2 separate regions of the Hordeum vulgare genome follow, and region 2 is linked to region 1. The links are chromatin contacts, called in public Hi-C maps. All regions are on one chromosome and are shown on one strand. Each heading gives the region's core, a stretch centred on a gene start, on an enhancer-like site or on the middle of the called end of the contact. The rest is flanking DNA. Distances are from core to core; before and after follow the strand shown. Region 1 holds the start of LOC123410266 (F-box protein At5g39450). Region 2 holds the start of LOC123409698 (PHD finger protein EHD3-like).

Region 1 (3,854 bases), core at 1,142-3,641:
ATATCATAAAAATTATTACAATGGTTGCCTTTAAAAAAGTATTATTACTAACGGTTACTCTGAGCAGGTATTTACTCCTCTTTTTTGCACTGCAACAACTACACTTTCAGAACAAAAGCAAAATTGAAGTGGCTACTGTATTTTACAGTACAATGTAGTGCGTGTACGTGTTCAGAAGTATAGTAATGGTGAGCTCTAAATTGGTAGCTAGATCGACCAGCAGTGACAACTTAAAATTCAAATACAGCAAAAACATATTGAAACTTGTCAGGTTCAAAAGATTTAGTCACAACTCTGTTAATTTTGATGGTGTTGGGCTGTTGGCTGTTCGGAGCACAGGGTTGTCCACACCACTAATATGGAAATTCGCCCGAATAAAAAAAATTAGGCTAATGTTTAGGCTTAACTCCATACATCATGTTTGTTTTGGGACATGGTTGTGCAAGGAACTGATATGAAATGGGTGACCTTAGATGGTTTAACACAACTGATAAGAGCTCATTTGCTACCAGTTTCAATTTGGTACATGTCACAAGAGATTTTGTCGGTTCTCTCGAAGTGGATTAACCAGCAATTGAAGTCTGGAATCTGTAATCAACTATGACAGCAGAAAATGCACAGTACCTGGGAGAAGATGAGCAGCTGGAACTTCCATGGATAGCAACAAACACATTGGAGTAAGACTTTGTGAGATACGCAAAGTTTGGTATCGGTGGCAATGTGGGCACACGCTCCCCTGTCCTCAGCAGCTCCTCCAAGTTGAGCCTTTGCAAGGTGAGCACAGACTTGTTGTCTCTCCAAACAAAGGCGAGTCGGCCATCCCGGAGAACAAACAGTGACCCAGGCTTTGAGCCAGGGTACCTGAACCCATACCCAGTAGCAATGCCCTCTCCAGCAAAGCTTCTCTTAATGCTAACACTGCGGGAATCCTCGTCGGTCGGCCATGGAAATGCCTCTGTTGAGGATTCACCCACCCGCACCACAAACATGGACGAGCCATTGGGATGGACGACATAGTGCGTGCCCTCCAACACCTTGGTTGCAATCAGAAGAAGCTTCCCCTCGCTGTCTTCCTCGTATGAGAGGAGCAGGAAGAAGAGAGCTTTCCCTGGTTTGCGCTCGTCGTCTGGCCGCCCCGGTGGCCACCCGAATGTGCCTCGCCACAGCCCGGCATATTCCCGACCGGGCATGGGCACCTGCGCCGTCAACTTGTAGAGCGCAAACCGGTTGTCGTGCATGCTCGGCCACGCACGGTAGGTCGACAGCCGCAGCCGCGCGCCCCGGAGGCTCAGGCCGGTGCTCTCACTAGCGCGCAAGAACTCGTCCAATGACGGATGCTTGCTGTCCGCGTACTCCGACCTCGAATTGGCTGATGCAGAGCGCGTCACCATCTGCCGCAGCCCGTTCCTGACGTACCCAGCCATCGCAGAGAGACTCCTCCGCAGCCGCACCCTCTCACCGGCGCTGTCCACCGGCAGCGACGGCGGCATCTTCTTGGCCCCCAGCAGCGCCTCGAGCTCCGCCCTGCGCACCATGCCCCCTCTGGACTCAATGTGCAGACGCAGCATCGCCTCACGACGGGCGGCGAGCATCGGCAGGTCCTCATCGGAGCGTGCAAAGAGCGGGGCCGCGGCGAGCTCCGGCGGGAGCGTGACGCGACACGAGGCCACGAGAGCGTCGAGCAGGCGGCGGCGGTTGCCGAAGGAGAGGCGGGAGAACTGCGACGAAGGGTCGGAGGAGACAGGCGCGTGCGCCTCGAGGAGAAGTGTGTTGGCGTGGGGGTTGACGGAGGCGAGGAGGCCGGGGAAGAGGAAGCCGGGGTGGTGGCCGTGGAGGAAGAGGAGCGCGGGGCGTCCGTCGGCGTCGGCGAGGATTTCGAAGACGGGGGCCCAGAGGAGGCGCGGGGAGAGCTCCTGGGGGATGGCGCGGACGGCGACGAGGGAAAAGAAGCCCGGGAGCGCGGCGACGAGGTTGCCGAGCTCGGGGTTCTGGTGCGCCCAGAGGCCTTGAAGCGGGGACACGGAGTGGAGGAAGCGGCAGACGGTGAGGGAGGAGCCCCCGGCGGCGGCCCGCCAGGCGAGGAGGTTGGACGGGGAGGAGGGGAGGAGGCGGCGGCACTGGGCGAGCCACGACTTGTCGGAGGCGGAGAGGGCGGCGTGGAGGCGGCGCGAGGCGGCGGAGAGCGCGAGGAGGTCGCGGGGACGGAGGTGGGCGGAGATCAGGGCGAGGACGTCGTCCGGCACCGAGAGGATGAGCTCGGCGCCGTCGACGGCCATCGGGATCGGGCGGTTTCGTGCGGTCGTGTGTGTGGTCTGGGTGTGGCGTCTGCTTCTTTTTGCCTTTTCTTTTCTCCACCTCTGATAAAAAGCGGATCTTTTCCCCCCACCTAGAAAGAAGAAGAGTGGAGACCGACGACTAGGTAAGTAGGTCGTTCGTCACACGCATTTTTCCAACTGTGGAAATATATCCCTTTTCGGCATTTCGTTCTCAGGCCACACCTTCACTCGTCACTATGCCAAAATATCTCAGCATGCAACTTTCCGGGGGATTTCGTGTTTATCGCCCAACTTGTTTTCCTTTTTTTGTGTGTGGAGACAAGAATAATGTGGTAATAAAATCTGTAATAAGGTACTCCCTCCGTTTCTATATAATTGTAGTCGAAAAAAATTAGTCTAGTTCTCCTTAAATACAATTATTTAGAAACGAAGGTAGTACAATTTTACAAAGAAAAAGGTAATGTCTTCTTATGAAGAAAAAAGTATGATTTTTTAACCGTCCACAACAATACAACAATAAGGTTTGTCTGGGACAAAAATAACGTGGTAATAAAATCTGCAATGCAATGAGCTCACGTGTGGAATGGATCCCCTAGCGACAGATAAGGTTTAATATCCTCGCGGTGACTCCCTTGACGTGAGTCTACCCATCATGGCCCTTCCAATCACCATCTCCTTGCTCTCCTGTGGTTGCGTGAAGTCCCAGAATTTTCGTAGATCGGTTCCTTGAATTTATGTGGTTCCATAAATCCTGTGGACCCATTCCCTTAACTCACGTGGATCTGATGTTGTGGCACCCGGCTCAGAGCAACCGATTTGGCTTGCATTATCAGTCCAGAGATCAAATTTTCTGGCAACACATAACAATTTGGTATAGAAAACAATCGCTTTATTAGTCTCTTGCGGATACAAATGTTCGAATATTACATGATAAGTGAAGCCAAATAAACACACAGTGCGGTTGCACTTATGTATATTATTTAGTAGACAACTCAGGGACCTCGATGCAAAAAAAAAACTACTACACGGAAACGGAACAACGAATTAGTGGAACTCCACTTCACCGGGACACTACTGGGACACGGTCCTAGATTGCGTCAAACCGATCGACATCAATGTCTTGCACGGCCTCTCCTGCATGTCGCATGATAAGCCAGGTGAGTACTTTGAATGTACTTGCAAGCTCACAACAAACAAAGCAAATATGACAAACAATAACAAGGCATTTAACACGTTAATGCATGAGTATGAACATGATACTATCATACATGAGGTGCGTGTGGACTTGATCACGGTCCCTCGGATAAACTTACTATCTCGGGACTCTACCTTGTAACCACCATCAACATTTTACCATCGTGATCCTCGAACGATCACCATGTGCCATCTCGGATTTATAAAGTGTGTCGGTTATTCATTACCGATTTACTGTTGACCCATAGTGTAACCTACCACGAATTGTGTCCATATGCGAGGACACAGCTATCGATAGTTTATACACTCTGCAGAGGTTAGTACAATGTACCCACACCATGGAACTCGTGGCCACGTGCTCCCATTCGGATGGACCAATAACAT
Region 2 (3,701 bases), core at 1,139-3,638, 160 kb before region 1:
TTTCCCTTATTGTTGCTGCAGGCAGGGCAGTGCCAGTTGTCCGGGATTTGTGTCATGGCAGGATGGAGTCGCTTCACACAGTCAAAGTGGTATGTCGTGTCGCATCCATCACAGATAAGGCTTTTTTCTTCCTCTGCACTGGTTCCACATTGTTTGCAAGTGCAAGTTCGCCCAAGTCCACATGTCCCAGATCGCTTTGGTATTGTAGAATGACCGGAATCACATGGGGAGAACTGTGTGGTCGTATTTGAATCCTTCGGGATTTTCTGGACGAAACCACCCAAACTAGTTTCCTAATGAAATATACAATCAGTAGAAATTATCAACTGAATGTAACAATTTAGAAAGTAGCCAGCAAACTGTGCACAAACAGACTGATTACCTCTATGATCCTGTGCTCAGCAGCAACCTCTACTTCAGAAACTCCAGAAGCCTGTAAAGATTATATCATAAGCATTGCCCAGCACCAGTATAAAGACGAATTATAGCAACAAGTTAAGCATTGACAGCAGCTTGAGGTACAGTTATGCAGAAATACATGTCTCTTAACTATGGTGGCAAAAACTGCAAACTTACTTGCTTCTGATAGGAAGCTCGTGAAATGATTGGAAGATTGCTGGCTAGACTTGTCATCTCTCGGCCAACTTGTTCAAACTTCTCCCATATCTATATCATGCACAAATATACATACATATTAAAGTATTATTTGCCTGAATGTTTCATGAAATACTTATAGCAAGCAAAAGAAAGGGATGAAAAGTTGAAAAGACCAAAAATAAGAAGAGCAGCACACGTCTTCTCAGAGGGGTAGGAGGTGGTGCACTAAGGTCTACACAGCTACACCGAATCTAACCATTAGTTGATTTTACCCCAACACATTAAAGTTGTTTTTCGCTATCTGTCCATTTTAGTAACCGAAAGGAGGAAAATAAAACTTCCTCACTTGGATTGATGCTCCAGCATTGAGCTGCACATGCAGAAGAATGATTCGACAATTTACGTGTGCTCGCAGATGCCATGGTGAAAATACAGGGACCATTTGAGACACTACAGTATATAAAAGGCCTGTTCTAGGCTGCCAAGCAGAAGTGATGCTGACGTGTCTCTATTTGAAATCATAAAACACAGTAATAATCATAGTTAAAGAAGGCACACTTAGGCTCTAGGCGATAAGAAAACGACTAGCGCTGAAATACGCTTAATCTGCGCATAAGCATGCGCCTTGGTTATAAAAGTGCAATGCGATGACAAAACGCACACACAATTAACACCTAGAGCTTTTTTGAACTATTGTAATAATCAAGAACGCGGCTACTTTTTCCAATGAATGATTGAGAAGCAGTTACCTGCTGGATGTGGTCGTTGAACAGAGCCGGGTTCCGTGCATAGTTTCCATTTCTCATGTTGGTGTCAATTTTCCCCAAATCAATGACCTCATGAACCTTACTCACATGGAAAGTTCCAACTAGCAAATCACACAACAAGGCAAACTTCTCCGAGACAAAAATGTCAAGGAGAGCATTATTGCACATTGCTGTGTTGGCATCCAAAGATGCTGCAGTTGCATCTTTTAATGCAATAGAGGAGCTAATCTCTTTAGCACCTGCTACTCCAGCAGGATGCTCTTCTGACGCTCCTTGGCCTTTATTTAGGTCACCCTGGTAATCACAGAGAAATTCAGTATCAGGGGAAATTCCTATCATAGACATTATACACTAGGTTGCTTCTTCTATGAGATATATGTTCTGAACAAGAACATCATTACTGACTTTTTGCACTGATTGACAGCAATTGTATCTGAGCGCATCTTGTATGCAGCTCTGAATCCCCCCACCCTTATTTACACCTGGGGATTGCAGGAAACCCTCCAACGTGTCCCTCCAAGTAATCCAATGTCTGGGCAGCATGTGGTGGCCATCTTGCCCGGAACTGCCGCTACAGGGGACGATGGTGGCACAAGGCTGCAGACAGAGCAAGCAAAGGAAAAGCAGTGAGCACAGATTTCAGTTATGTAGAATATCTGCAGAGGAAAAGATATTTCGTCTATTGGGTACAGAATTGCTAGGCAGCGGCAAGATTCATAGCATTGGAAGAACCTAGTGTGCAAATCTAGGCGCTTCAAAATGAAATCTTGGCCGGCCGGTGGCACAAAAGAGCAAAGACAGCCAAATATTCCAACTGCAACGGCAAGAAAGGGGTCTGGGGAAGAAGAAAGAAGACGACCAGGCTAGGGATTGCAATGCTTACCGCTCCGGGGTCGGAGGTGGCGCCGCAGGCGGCCGTGCGGCGGCGCTTGTAGGTGACGAGGACCTCGGGCGACGGCTGCTCCCCCGGGGCAGGGCGCTTGGGAGAGGCCAGCGGCGGGGCGGCGGCGTCCTGGGAGGTCATATTCCGGCACGGCGGCCGCAGCACATGCCCAGCAAAGAGCGCGCACGTGGCCGGAACCGGGAGCGAAGCCTCGGAGGGGTGAGAGGGAGCGAGTTTCTAGGGTTTCCGGCGGGGGGTTACGGAGGAGGATTTGGGTTGGGATCTCCCGGTGAGGGGGAGGGGAGGGGAGGGGAGCAGCAGAGCAAAGCAGAGAGGAGAGGGGAGCGGGACAAGGTGAGAGATGAGTTTTGGGAAGAGGAAAAACGGAAAAGGGAAAGCCAGACGGACGGACTGTTGGTGTTGGGCCTTCTATCTGGGAAGGGACGGCTATCTATACTGCCCCCTCCGAGTCAGCTTTGGACATGGGCAATTCGGCATGGCCTCTCTGATTTGTATCTGCTCCGTTGCCGGTGCGGGCTGCATCCCCTCGGAGGTGGATGGCAGCGCAGTGGGGCGGAGATCGGAGGTGGCCGGCGGTGGGGCGGAGTACAGGTGCGACTGCAGAGGGGCAGGGGGGGACTGGAGGTGGAGGTCCTGGATGGTCGGTGGAGTGAAGAGGAGCGGGCGGTGGTCGGCGGAGAGGAGTGAGGGCGGAGGAGAAGGAAGACCGGCTGTCAATGGAGCAGCCGCGGGGCCGGGCAGGGTCGTCGCGGCGGGAGGCGGCCGGCGTACGACGGTACGAGTAGTGGTGGAGGAACGGCGGCGACCGGTGGAAGAGACACGGGGCAGGGTTGCTCGCGATTGAAGAGGGCGGTGGCAGGAAGGACGGCTCCGGCGGCGGCGGCGGCGGCGGCGGCGGCGGCGTCGTGCTCGTGCGCGGAAGAGAGGGGATTCGAGCGAAGAGATGCGAGAAAACCAGACACGACCGATGGTGCTGTTTAGTGGCTATGGTTTAGAGCATCTCCAACGCACCCGCGGCAGCACAGGGCTTTAAATTTTATTTACAGCGCCGAAATAGCTAATAACACGACGCGCTTTAAATTTTATTTACAGCACCGAAATAGCTATAACACGACGCGTTAAGATTTTAAAAACTGCTTCAAAACAGGCGGATGCACGCAGCTCAGGCCCTGTTTGTTTCATAAGTCCTATGATTTTTTTAAGTCCCAACTTATAAGTCATAAGTCTCTACCTGTTTGTTTACAAGGACTTATAAGTCCCGAATCCCTACCTGTTTGTTTACAGGGACTTATAAGTCCATGTTGTAGAAAACGAGACGGCGGGGGGACGAACCGAGTGGCGACGGGGCGGCGGCCGGGTGGCGACGGGGCGGGGCGGCGACGGGGCGGGGGCGGCGACGGGGCGGGGCGGCGATTGGGCGGCGACGGGGCGGC

Evidence for each region. A called contact is a pair of places that touch in the nucleus more often than the background predicts.
Region 2: a Hi-C map of leaf shows a contact between it and region 1, with 5 times the contacts expected there. The contact joins the promoter of LOC123409698 here to the promoter of LOC123410266 in region 1. A contact is called at or near these places in 4 of 6 Hi-C or Micro-C datasets (leaf and seedling).

The regions. Positions count from the first base shown.
Region 1 is chr7H:440,939,480-440,943,333 of MorexV3_pseudomolecules_assembly, reverse strand. LOC123410266 (F-box protein At5g39450) reads right to left here and starts at 2,391. Exons shown (of 2, transcript XM_045103176.1): 1 at 625-2,391. The coding sequence starts at 2,276.
Region 2 is chr7H:441,101,815-441,105,515 of MorexV3_pseudomolecules_assembly, reverse strand. LOC123409698 (PHD finger protein EHD3-like) reads right to left here and starts at 2,388. Exons shown (of 6, transcript XM_045102561.1): 1 at 2,248-2,388; 2 at 1,770-1,961; 3 at 1,347-1,658; 4 at 577-666; 5 at 383-433; 6 at 1-293. The coding sequence starts at 2,388.